3 separate regions of the Mus musculus genome follow, and regions 2 and 3 are each linked to region 1. A link is a contact called in public HiChIP or PLAC-seq data. All regions are on one chromosome and are shown on one strand. Each heading gives the region's core, a stretch centred on a gene start, on an enhancer-like site or on the middle of the called end of the contact. The rest is flanking DNA. Distances are from core to core; before and after follow the strand shown. Region 1 overlaps Nphp1 (nephronophthisis 1 (juvenile) homolog (human)). Region 2 overlaps Morrbid (myeloid RNA regulator of BCL2L11 induced cell death). Region 3 has its middle 120 kb from the start of Gm14009.

Region 1 (3,760 bases), core at 721-3,220:
GGCTGCAGAAACTGAAATTCTAATCCAGTACTCAGGCTGAGCCTGGGTAGATACGACAGACACCATTGCACAGACAGGGGAGTGTCTGCTGAGAGTTCAGGTGTGTACAGCTACACAGCTAACATTTAACACTTGACAAGCAATCACTGTAATCTCTCATATTGACAGCACAAAGAAAAACGACCAGATGAACATAGAACAGATGTAGGAAGATGTGGGAAATTTCAAGGCCCAGTCATGATTTCTAAGACATTTTCTACAGAGCAGAAGCAGGGGAGAGTGCCCTGGTTCTGTACAGGACATAAGCAGCCCAGTGCACGTCACCAGGCCTAGCAGAAAAATGTCAGACATCGTCCCTAAGATCAGGAACAACTCAGAGATCTGAGAAGGAAGGAGGGAAAGGATGAGTCACATAGACCACAAACAGCAATCATAGCTGTTTATCAACTCACAAAACAGGATTGTAGTAGATTTCCCGTTATAGGTGTATCTAGTAGGAGTTCGTGTCCCCGTGCTGTTTACTTGAATTTTCCCACAATCTAAGGCTGTCACAACTAAGAAGTGCTGCTGTCAGAACCAAGTAAGGACATGCCATCTGTAGAGATAGCCTCCCCACACAGCCCAGTTCTCTGAGCAGTCCAGCAAAGGCTGCAGTGCCAAAGGAAGCAGGGAGCCTGGGGCTTTCGGCTGGATGCTGCATTTTTACAGATTTTTTCTTGTGGGTAGAGATGGTGCTCAGGGCCTCACATGTGCTCAACATGTGCTCTGCACTGGACTCCCCACCCTCAGCTGCCTGCTTGGTTTTTCTCTCCCTTCTAATCTTTTGTTCTTCCATTTTCAACACATACACATAGATGCAGACATTGTTGCTGGCTTGGGATTCAGATGTGCAGGGTCTCATTGGCCCCTACAATGTGGTTTCAAATGAAAAAAAAAAATCTCCTTTTAGGTCCTGAGTAATATCCATACAGTTCGAGCCGTGTGGCAGCCTAAGAAGCCAAAAACATGGACCTTCTCTCCTCAGGTAAGTCACCTGCTGGGAGCCTCCTCCTGTGCAGTAGAAGGGGCACCGGAAGCTTCCAGAGTGTGCTGCATGGGACGTGCAGTGTTTAGGGCAAAATGGAAATCTTCATTATTTTTTGCAAGAGTCCCTCAGGTCCCTGACTCACTGAAGCTGTGACCACAGCCTCTAGGTGGATTTCAACTTTAGGAAATGTCCTTTCATGGAGCAGAAAACAAGAAGTAAGATTAGGATTGGGCGTTTTTCAAAATGAAATCTTCCAACTGTGCTAATGGCACTTGGTATTTCCCTCAGATAGGAATCAAAGGCTGGCGTGTCACACCCAGATCCCGCCGAGGCTGTGGTGAGGTTAGGGCTTCGAGCCCCTGAGTCAATGTCACACAGACACTGCCTAGTGAGTCAAGAGAGTCTTCGTGTACTTTTGACAGTATTGTTTGTGGTTTGCTTTTTCCTACCTCCAAGGACTCATGGCTTCATCGTTTGCCTCCCTCCCACAACTAACCCCTTTGTTCCCCTGCACCCTAGAAGCCCTTCAGTTCCCTTCCTCCTACTGCATCAGGTCTTAGCACAAGACAGGTCAGGGAGAGGGCACAGGCTGTGCTGGAGGCTCAGCCACCTCACTTGATGTGACTTGTGTCCTCGATGCTCCGTGGCACAGCTCCTCAAGCCCTTTGTTCCCTCACCCCCGCCTCTAGGGAGCACTGCTTGTCCTTTGGCTCAGACCTTCACAGTTTGCCCCTCATCTCTGGCAATGCGCAGCGTTAAAAGTCGGATTTCCTGGTTTCCCGGGACGTGAGGATGGGCTGAGGAATAATATGGGTGCTTTTCTTGCATGAAGCTGATCACATCACATGCTCTGGTGATGTGGGAGGAGTGTACATGTGCACTTACATTTGTGAGCAGCAGCAGTATCCACTACTGATAGATTATGGCCTTGGACAGGCCACATGCACCGTGGCCTTCAGTCCTTTAGAAATAGTGTGATGTAACAAACAGGATGTGTTTTGTCACAGCTCTGGGGTTGACTGATAGTTCTTTGCTTCTTTGCCTTTTCTAAGCAAAAAATAAATAAAAATTAATAACCAATCAACCAACTAAACAAACAAATCAAGAAGGTTTAAGGTAATTTCCCTGTCAACAGGAAAGCTAAATGTTTCTGCTTCTAATCATTCACGTGTGAATCTGGTCCATCTACTTTCAAGAACATTTTTTGTTTGTTCATTTTACATTTGTCTATTTTAACATATCATATGCTAAAACTATACATGCAAAAGAAGGGGAGAGGATAGCTTGGAGGTGTCAGTACTCTCCTCTACTTTGTGGGTCCATCCAGGGATCAAACTCAAGTCTTCAGGCCTGGCTGCAAGCCCTTTGCTCACTGAGCCATCTCTGTGGGCCCTTTAGTATAGCAAGAGCCCTTTGCTGATGAGGGACACTCTTCACTTCTGTCAGTAACTTTGGCTTCCTTATCTTTCTAGGTCACTGGCATCTTGCCATGCTTGCTCGATGGTGACTGTTTTATCAGGTCCAATTCTTCAACTCCAGACCTTGGGATATTATTTGAACTTGGAATTTCTTACATTCGCAATGTATGTCAAAACTGAAAGACAAACTGTTCTAATGCATCAAAGGGGAATCGTTAGAACCATATCTGACTTACAAGCAAAGTGATAGAAGCTATGTTAGCTACACTTGTGGTGTTCTGGTAAAACGCCCTGACAGAAGTGTTTATTCAGGGGAAGAGTTTATTCCAGCTCACAGTTCCAGGGATAAGAACACCATGGCAGGGAAGCACGCCAGGCAGCAGAGGGAGGCCTAGGCTCACTGCAGCAGCAGTCAAGAGGAAGGCAGGCAGGGAACAAATGGGACTGGACTGTAACCTCAAGGCTGCCCCAGTGACCCACTTCCTCCAGCAGGGTCTACCCCTAAAGGTTCTGCAACCAAAATCCCAAACAGTATACCAGCTGGAGACCAGGTATTCAAACATACATGCCTTTAGGGGAGATCCACACTGAAACCACAAAGAAGGATTTCTGTGTATCAGAAATTAACTCTGAAGGAACCAGATTGATGCTGACTCTCATTTTTTTTTTTAATTATTCATTTTATGTGAGTACATTATTGCTATCTTCAGACACACCAGAAGAGGGTGTCAGATCCCATCATAGATGGTTGTGAGCCACCATGTGGTTTCTGGGAATTGAACTTAGTACATCTGGAAGAGCAGCCAGTGCTCTTAACCACTGAGCCATCTCTCCAGCCCATGACTCTCTCTTTTTTTTTTTTTAAATTATTTATTTATTTATTTAGTTAGTTAGTTAGTTAATTAGTTTTCAAGATAGGATTTCTCTGTGTAGTCCTGGCTATCCTGGAACTCACTCTGTAGACCAGACTGGCCTCGAACTCAGAAATCCGCCTGCCTCTGCCTCCCAAGTGCTGGGACTAAAGGCATGCACCACCACTACCCTGCTTTCTCTCTCTCTCTCTCTCTCTCTCTCTCTCTCTCTCTCTCTTTTTAACATTTTTTTTATGAGTGGGCACAGCATGGAGATCAGAGAACAGTCTTAGGAGTTGACTTTCTCCTTTCACCGTGTGGTCCTGAGCATCGAGCTCAGGTTGTCAGGTTTGGCAGCAAGCACCTTGACTCTCTGAGCCATCTTTCTGCTCTGGTTCCCATTTGTGTGTGGTAATGCTCAGTGTTAGCTAAGGCAGAAGGGTTTGGTTGGCATTTATAGCATC
Region 2 (3,760 bases), core at 813-3,312, 630 kb before region 1:
CCCTGTGTCCTAGGCTCCAGCGTATTTCTTTGAGGACCCGGCATGGGGTCATTGTTCTTAGAGTCTCTGGCTCCATTTCACAGACACGTAGCACATTCTACATTCTAGGGTTGGCTATGAAGACAGGCAGTATTCTCAGAACTATTTTTAGCATTTTATTTTCTGTTCAGGGTCAAGAACTTCACCCACCTAAGTCAGGTCCCACTACATGGAATGTTCCAGAAAGCAAAACGTCCAGCTGCCTGTCTTCTATTCTAGGCCTAAGTTATTTGAATTAAATCCCAAAGCCAAATTAATTCTACATACTCTGCTGCTTCTGTGTCAGGGACATTGATTCTCCAGTTATCAGGGGTTCTTGCAGATCCCTGCAACCACAGGACTCCGAAACCACAGGGTTGCGGAGAAGATATGCAGATATCCTCTTTAATGGCAATTTCAGTTATGTTCATTAGAAAGTGTGATGCTCACCCCCGGGGGCCAGGGGCTGTCCATCTCAGTCACTCTACCCTCCCGTGGGCCTGCTTTAAGTCATCTTTCTCTGGGGTGGTGGCTTTCACAGTCATGTGAGTTTGGTACATGGCTGCCTTGAGTTTAGCTACAATATATAGTCGTGGTGTGTGTGTGTGTGTGTGTGTGTGAGAGAGAGAGAGAGAGAGAGAGAGAGAGAGAGAGAGAGAAATAAAATACCCTCTGCAAGGTCCTGTGGAGGTCACCGTCCTTAAGGACTCTGCCACCTGCAATGTGGTTGGACAAGAGTGAGTGTCCCAGGGCTCTTTTTATCGTGCAGTGACAATGTAGGGATTTCTATGGCAGAAGCTCGCGGGGTCATTTTTAAACTCGGGTGCATTGAGCATAATCGGCTAATTTTGGCTTTTAGTACTTCTGTAATTGAAGACAGACAGATTGCTAATTCGGTGTGTTTGAAACTTCCTCAAGATCGTTTGAGCAGCCTTGAGGCCAGGGTTGGTCATACTTTCATTTTAAACATAGTTATTTTCCCTCGGGGAAATGAGCAGGCCCTGCTTGGTGTGTGGTCTGGTGACTTGTTGATTTCAGAGTCCCACAGTATGGACATGAAGCCTGGTGGGGACGGCTGCTGGCTCACGGGTCACCTGACTGCCTTTGCGGAGGGTCCAGCTTTTGTTCTTATTTATAAGAAGGGTGACAAGAGGTCTTTGGTGGTGTGCCTGTGGGACTTAGCTGTTGGATTTCCAGCTTAACTGTCAAATGCAGAGTCTGATTCTCTGAGCTTGCTTTCATCTTGTTCCTAGGAAGAAATATTAGCTACTGCCCCTTTTTATGTTCTTATGTATTTCTATTCTGTATATTTTACCCTGCACAGCTATGCATGACGACAGGTCATTTGAGGCTTCTGAAAGAGAATTTTGTTAGCCAACCTCAGCTTTTTGGTGTTTTGGTTTGGTTTTGGACACCAAGTCACTAGTGACCCAATAAGAGAGACAGTTCAGAAATTAAGACGAGTTGACATTTACCTAAATCTGACTCCGTGGCCTCTGTGGCTCTGGTTTTTGTATTATTTCCTCAGACAAGCTGTAGCATTGGCCCAACATCAGAACTTTTCAGATCCAAGAGCAACACGGTGTGGACTCACTTCCTGTCCGAACTGCACGGACTTACCGACTCTGTGGGCTTTATGATGCAGAAGCAGTGTTCAATAGCTCATAAAGTTTATATCTCACACAAACTTACCTGTGATATTATTAATTACTATTTGGCTGCCTAGAAACTATTTTTCCTGTGGCCCTGTAATACCTCTTGTGGAGTAACATTGAAAAAAAAAATAAGTAAGGACCCTCATAATACAAAATAAATCTGACTTGCCTTTCTTGTCACTTACAGATGGGTTTTTAAAAAGCATCTTGCCTTTCCTATCAACAAAGCCCCCCACCCTCCCCCCCGTTTTTGTCAGTTCTTCTATTTATTTTGAAATACTAAACAATCGACTTCACTTGTCCTCGCGGCTTCTTATGTCTTGGGGGAATGACTCACTGATTTAGGCTCTCAGTCACCAGGGGCCAATGTCAGGATCCACAGAAACTTCCTGTTGTTTCGAATAGCTTCCCCCCAACCCCCTACACCCTCCCTCCTTCGAGGTGACAGAGTCTAGAGAATTCACAGGGCGTGGGGGGTGGGTCGGAGGTGGCGGGCTGGGTTATTTGACTTCTGAAATGAGTTTTAAAGTATCAGATTTAAAAGTGTGTCACTTACCAAACCCAAGATGTAGTGTGTCCCTGAGGTTTCTTGGTAGTGTTCTTGCTCCTGTGCTTCGTGCAATTAGAAAAAGAAAAAAAAAAAAATCACCTTTTGGTTTTTAGATTGTAAAAGCATCACTCCTGCCAGCAGACCTGGAGAGGGCCGTGGTGAACGGGGATTTACTTATTGCGGGACAGGGTAGCCAATAAACTGTCACCCTCTCCTGTGCTTAGGGTGTTCAGGGTATTTGTTAATGTTCAAAAAAAAAAAAAGTGGGATCACAATTCTGAGACACCAAGCGTAGATTACTTCATAGACAAAGAGTGGAAGCTGGAGATCGAGATCGGCGGGGCTGGAAGGGAGGAGGTGGGGGAGGGAGTGTAATGGGGCCAGCTTCAGTTTGAAAAGACAAAAATGTCCTAGAGAAAGGTGCTGCTGTCCATTGCGCAGCAACGTGAATGGAAACAGGACACTGAAGGACACACAGAGATGTGGTTAAAGTGCTCAGAGTGCTGTGACCATTAGCACAGTTTAAACAATGCACACACATCTGTGGAAATTGGGTGTTTGAATCACCGTGTAATAAAATATTAGCTAGATGTGATTTGTAAGAATTTACCAAAACTTCCATTCAGAATGGCTACTCTGACTATACACATGTTGTATACACTGTGGGTCTGGTTAACTAAGATGTGTGGTTTTTTTTCCCCACTTTTTTTTTTTTTTTTTAGAAATAAAGTTTAATTTTTTAATAATAAAAGAAAAAAGCCAGGTGTGGTGGTAAATGCCTTTAATTCCAGAACTCAGGAGGTAAAGACAAATTGATCTCTGTGAGTTCAAAGCCAACCTAGTCTACAAATTTAGTTCTAGGACAGCAAAAAAAAAAAAAAAAAAAAAAAAAAAAATCACTCTCTAGCTCAGAGGGTGGTCAGTGTGGGGTTCTTTGCATCCACTTCACCTGTCCCTAGGTGGGCTGTTTCTTCTTGCTGGGATTAGATCAGCCTAGGATCCCAACCTTTAATCTAGACATTTCTGTACTGTTGTTGTCTGCGGGACAAAACTTGTTGTTTTGGTTGTTTGCTCCAGCCTGAGACACCACAATGCCATCAAGCCAGGAGCCTTTCCTCGCTGATGAAGTTGTATTTGTAGTAACGCTCTCTTGTCTACAGCGAAACTGCGGCTCTTTCAGGAGGACATGAAAAACATGTCTTGTAGACTGGGTGGCTTTATGTGAACTTTGAACTAGGTAGAATCTGACCTGTGACTTAACATTTTTATTTGTATCTTTTTAAAAGTTTTTATTTAGGTTCTGAGGTTTGAGTCCTAAGCCTCTTGCATACTAGGCTAGGAGGCCCTCTACCACTGAGCTATACCCTTCTTAAAGAGTTTCAGAGTCTCACTCAGCAGCCCAGGCTGGCTTTCCACCTATGACCTATCAAAGCCTGCTGACTAGCTGAGCTACAGGCCTGGGCCATCAGCCACCCCTCCTTCTTATGTCTATTATTCTCTTGTGTGTGTGTGTGTGTGTGTGTGTATGTGTGGTATA
Region 3 (3,760 bases), core at 879-3,378, 520 kb before region 1:
ACTGACATCATTGAGCTCGCAAGTAATGCACATTGCAAGCACTCAGAGTCACTTTGTCACACCAGGAGAGGCCAAAGACACTGTGCACACAGTAGGGACTCATGAAACGTTCCCTTTCTTCCTTCTTAGGGAATTTCTATTCTGTACTGAGTATTTCTCCGATAAGAAGGGTATTAGCCTTCTTAGGGTTTTGCTGTTGTTGCTTTATTTGAGAATACTTGTGAATATGGAAGATATTTCACGGGGGATGGAGGCAAAGATAAAGTGAAGGGCGTGGGGGAGGGGACCTGTGTGAGAATGGAGCACTGGATGGAGAAGGAGAGGAAGATGGGAGGTTTTAGGTAGGGCCCGGGCCTCCTCTCTGTGAAGGGCTGTGTTTGCCAGGACGGCTCAGGGATAAGCTCAAACCCAAGCTTGGTGGCCACACAGGAAGAATCTGGTGACTTAGAGTACAGCAGGGGCTGTGGAACACGGCACCCCTTGCCCACTCCTGGCGATGTCGCCTTTCAGCTTCTGTCCCGGAGACCTAAGGTCAAGGGACCACCTAGTCATGATCCTGCTTAAAGAGTTATGTGCAGTACAAATTGTCTCATGAAAAGAAGGAGTGAGCTTGTGGTGTGTGTGTGTGAATGTGTATGAGTATGTGTGTATGTGTAGTGTGTGATACGTGTGTGTGTGTGTGTGTGTGTGTGTGTGGTGTTTGAATGTGAGTGGGTGTGAATATGTGTGGTGTGTGTGTGACTATGTATGAATATGTGTATATGTGTGGTGTGTGTGTGTGAGTATGTGTGTGTGTGTGAGTATGTGTGTGTGTGTGTGTGTGTGTGTAAGTGAGCATATGTGTACATGAGAAAGATTGTTTGAGCCTTCCAAGTCTTAACACAATGCAGATTTGTTTCAAATGAGATGGGAGTTTGGACTGAGTCTCCTCAGGAAATAGAAAGCGGGACACGCTTAGTTGAGCTTGTGTGGCAGCACACTCCTTTATCCTAGTGTTCAGGGGACAGAAGCAGTCAGGTTCTCTGTGAGTTCTGGGCCAGCCTGGTCTACACAGAGTGTTCCAGGGCAGCCTGGTCTACACAGAGTGTTCCAGGGCAGCCAAAAATTATGATATGCCACAATCTACCCCATAACATGTTCAAATGTTACGTGTTAATCAAAATAAACTTAAGAAGTTTTTGAAGTAGAGGAGCCAAGCTTCCTGATATCTTCTTCATGTGTTTTACTTGTGTATCGAATTACCACACAACGCTCCGTTAAAGTCATAGCAACAGAAATGGGAGAAGACATGCTAATCCTAAGAATAAAGTAGTTATTTCTAAACCATCCAGTGTGACGGGAAGTTGTATCAGGCACCAGATTGTGCTGGCAAAGACAGAGGGACATGAGCTGGGTGCCTGTGCCAGTGTGGACAGTAATCCCTCGGGGAGATGAGGAGCCCGGGAAAGGCTCCCAGCAAGAGCCGATGAATGATGAATACCAAGTAGTGGGAGAAGGTGGGGCCCTGGTGCCAATCAAGTGTTTAGCCCACGCTGCCACGCGATACGTGGCCTTCCACAGCCTAGCGCCACATTGTTTCCTCTATTGGATTAGCTCCATGGATGTAAATTCATTCTTCTCCATTGGGGACCACAGCAGACCTCGAGACATGCCACAGAAGCGTTTGTGTCCACACACTTCGTGGGACCACGGGTGGAGGATGGTGCCTGCCCGTGGGTTTTCAGTGACTGTTTGTAGGAGAAATTGGTCTCATTATTTCCAGTTCTGTTCAGAGCAACTCAGCTTCTGCCCCACCATGAGGATCCCAGTCTACCGTGTCTTCCCTCATGGGCACTGTGGAGAGACTATTATAAATACCTCATCAGAGAATCTGCATGTGTAGAGGGGCCAACTCCCTCAAGCATATTGGTCCTCAACACTGTACTCTGCGGTGGTGGGCCTTGGGATATCTGTGTGTGGATCCCCCTGGTCCCTACCTTCCTGGCTTGAGAGATGAGGCTGGGTGACTAGCCAGTGTGGGAGGGAGATGGAGATGGCAGGCTTCTCAGGGCGCTGGACTTAGTAGGTCCCCTGGGGCCTCAGAGTCTGAAGCCCTCTGCAGGAGTCTATGTTCTGGCAAGCTGGGCTGCCTCTTGGCGCCATTCCCAGATGTGGAGTAATGAGGTCATCAGCGGGAGGCTGGGGCCAGCCTCTGATGGGCTGTGTCATTGTAGCTTTTCCTGGGGCTCTGGCTGAGGGGGCCATATTGCCCTTCCCTCTCACAGCTGGACTTGTGTTTGCTGCTCGCTCAAAACAAGCCTGTCGTGTTCAAAAATCCTGAATACGAAGTAAACTTATAAAGACACATGAAAGGGGGGGAAGGGCGGTGATGAGGGAAGGAGGGAGGAAAGAAGACAACGTGTGAGTATGGTTGTAGATGAACAAGGCACCATTCTCATGAATGAAGACGTTACATCTCTCTAGCTACCAGGACATGCAAGGGTCTGTCCTGCTGTGGTTTATTCACCTGCTTACGTATCTTTTGTACAGCCTTCCGTATCACGTTGTTCTCTGAGCGTGTGAGTAGCTCTCCTTTGTCCTCCCACTAGGCCTTGAACCACCTGTCTGGAGATGCTTTGCTATCTCTAGAATAGAAGGGCACATAAAGGGGGAAAGCAAGGCCAAGCTGGTGCTGCCAAGGAAGCTACAGATGTGCACGGTAGAATGGCCTAACGGAGAGGGAGGGAGGGGGATGGGAGAGGGAGGGGGAGGGAGAGGGACTCACATTCCTGAATTAAGCCCCGGTTTTTAGATTGGTTATTGTAATAAGCACCAGGCAGATACGATTGTATAAGGCCTGTTCTCTGGGAGAGCCCTTGCCCAAACTCCTACTGCTTGTCCTTCCGTCCATTCCTCAAGTCCTATCGCCTGGGGCCACTGTCACCAGGCAGCTTTCCCCAGCCTCCGCCCTCCCTACCTGTTGAGTTGAAGACAGGGATGGCTGCTTGGCTGAGAATCTAGACTCTAGCTCCATCAGGCATTCTCACTGAGCAGCTGCTGCTGCTGGGGTTGGGTTTCTTTAAGAGGCCACCTGTGCCCTTTGACACAGACCATTCAATCCTCTAGATGCAGGAGCCCAGGGGATGGCCCACTTCAAAGCCTGAGCTTGGCCATCATAGTCCTGAACTGCTTCTTGGCTCTATCCTTCCAAATAGAATAAATGCATCCTCTCCCACTCCCCTCTCTCTCCCTCTCCCTCTCCCCTCCCCCTCCCTCCCTCTCCGTTAGGCCATCCTACTGTGCACATCTGTAGCTTCCTTGGCAGCACCAGCTTGGCCTTGCTTTCCCCCTATATGTGCCCTTCTATTCTAGAGATAGGAAAGCGCATCCAGACAGGTGGCTCAAGGCCTATTCCCCAGCCAGAAGGTAGCTAGGCTGCAAGCACTCAAGTCAGTGGACAGAGGAGAGGCCTTGGTGACTAGAATTGTTATTGAAACCATGTACCCAATGGCTGGCACTTTCTGCAGACTGTAACACATAGGACATTTAACTCTGTTGAAGTATTGTCAACTGGCCCTGGAGGGTCTGAGAGGTATCCTAGCTTTGCTCTTATACATAGACCACTACATTGAAAGGTGTCTCTGAACACAGATGAGCATATAGGCATGTGTGTACTCACGTGCGTGCATTAAGCCCCGGTTTTCAGATTGGTTATTGTAATAAGCACCAGGCAGATATGATTGTATAAGGCCTGTTCTCTAGCAATGACCCAGCCTAGCAA

The links. HiChIP or PLAC-seq counts read pairs in DNA pulled down with a chosen protein or histone mark.
Region 2: a contact with region 1 is called in a FOXA1 HiChIP or PLAC-seq map of pancreatic cancer cells. The contact joins two enhancer-like sites. A contact is called at or near these places in 1 of 15 datasets of contacts at CTCF or cohesin (large pre-B cells) and 1 of 115 datasets of contacts at active chromatin or transcription factors (pancreatic cancer cells).
Region 3: a contact with region 1 is called in an HNF4G HiChIP or PLAC-seq map of pancreatic cancer cells. The contact joins two enhancer-like sites.

Annotation. Positions count from the first base shown.
Region 1 is chr2:127,758,426-127,762,185 of GRCm38.p6, reverse strand. It overlaps Nphp1 (nephronophthisis 1 (juvenile) homolog (human)), which reads left to right. Exons shown (of 20, transcript NM_016902.4): 12 at 950-1,024; 13 at 2,500-2,610. Among named protein-coding and RNA genes, the nearest start is that of Nphp1, 29 kb to the left of the region's middle. Within about 2 kb of position 1,970, at least 42 of the 459 cell types and tissues checked have an H3K27ac peak or open chromatin away from gene starts, as enhancers often do. A contact at or near this core is called in pancreatic cancer cells, where this site is marked.
Region 2 is chr2:128,390,868-128,394,627 of GRCm38.p6, reverse strand. All of the region lies in intron 1 of Morrbid (myeloid RNA regulator of BCL2L11 induced cell death), which reads left to right. Among named protein-coding and RNA genes, the nearest start is that of Gm14010, 30 kb to the left of the region's middle. Within about 2 kb of position 2,062, at least 57 of the 459 cell types and tissues checked have an H3K27ac peak or open chromatin away from gene starts, as enhancers often do. A contact at or near this core is called in pancreatic cancer cells, where this site is marked.
Region 3 is chr2:128,283,384-128,287,143 of GRCm38.p6, reverse strand. No RefSeq gene overlaps it. Among named protein-coding and RNA genes, the nearest start is that of Gm14009, 120 kb to the right of the region's middle. Within about 2 kb of position 2,128, at least 102 of the 459 cell types and tissues checked have an H3K27ac peak or open chromatin away from gene starts, as enhancers often do. A contact at or near this core is called in pancreatic cancer cells, where this site is marked.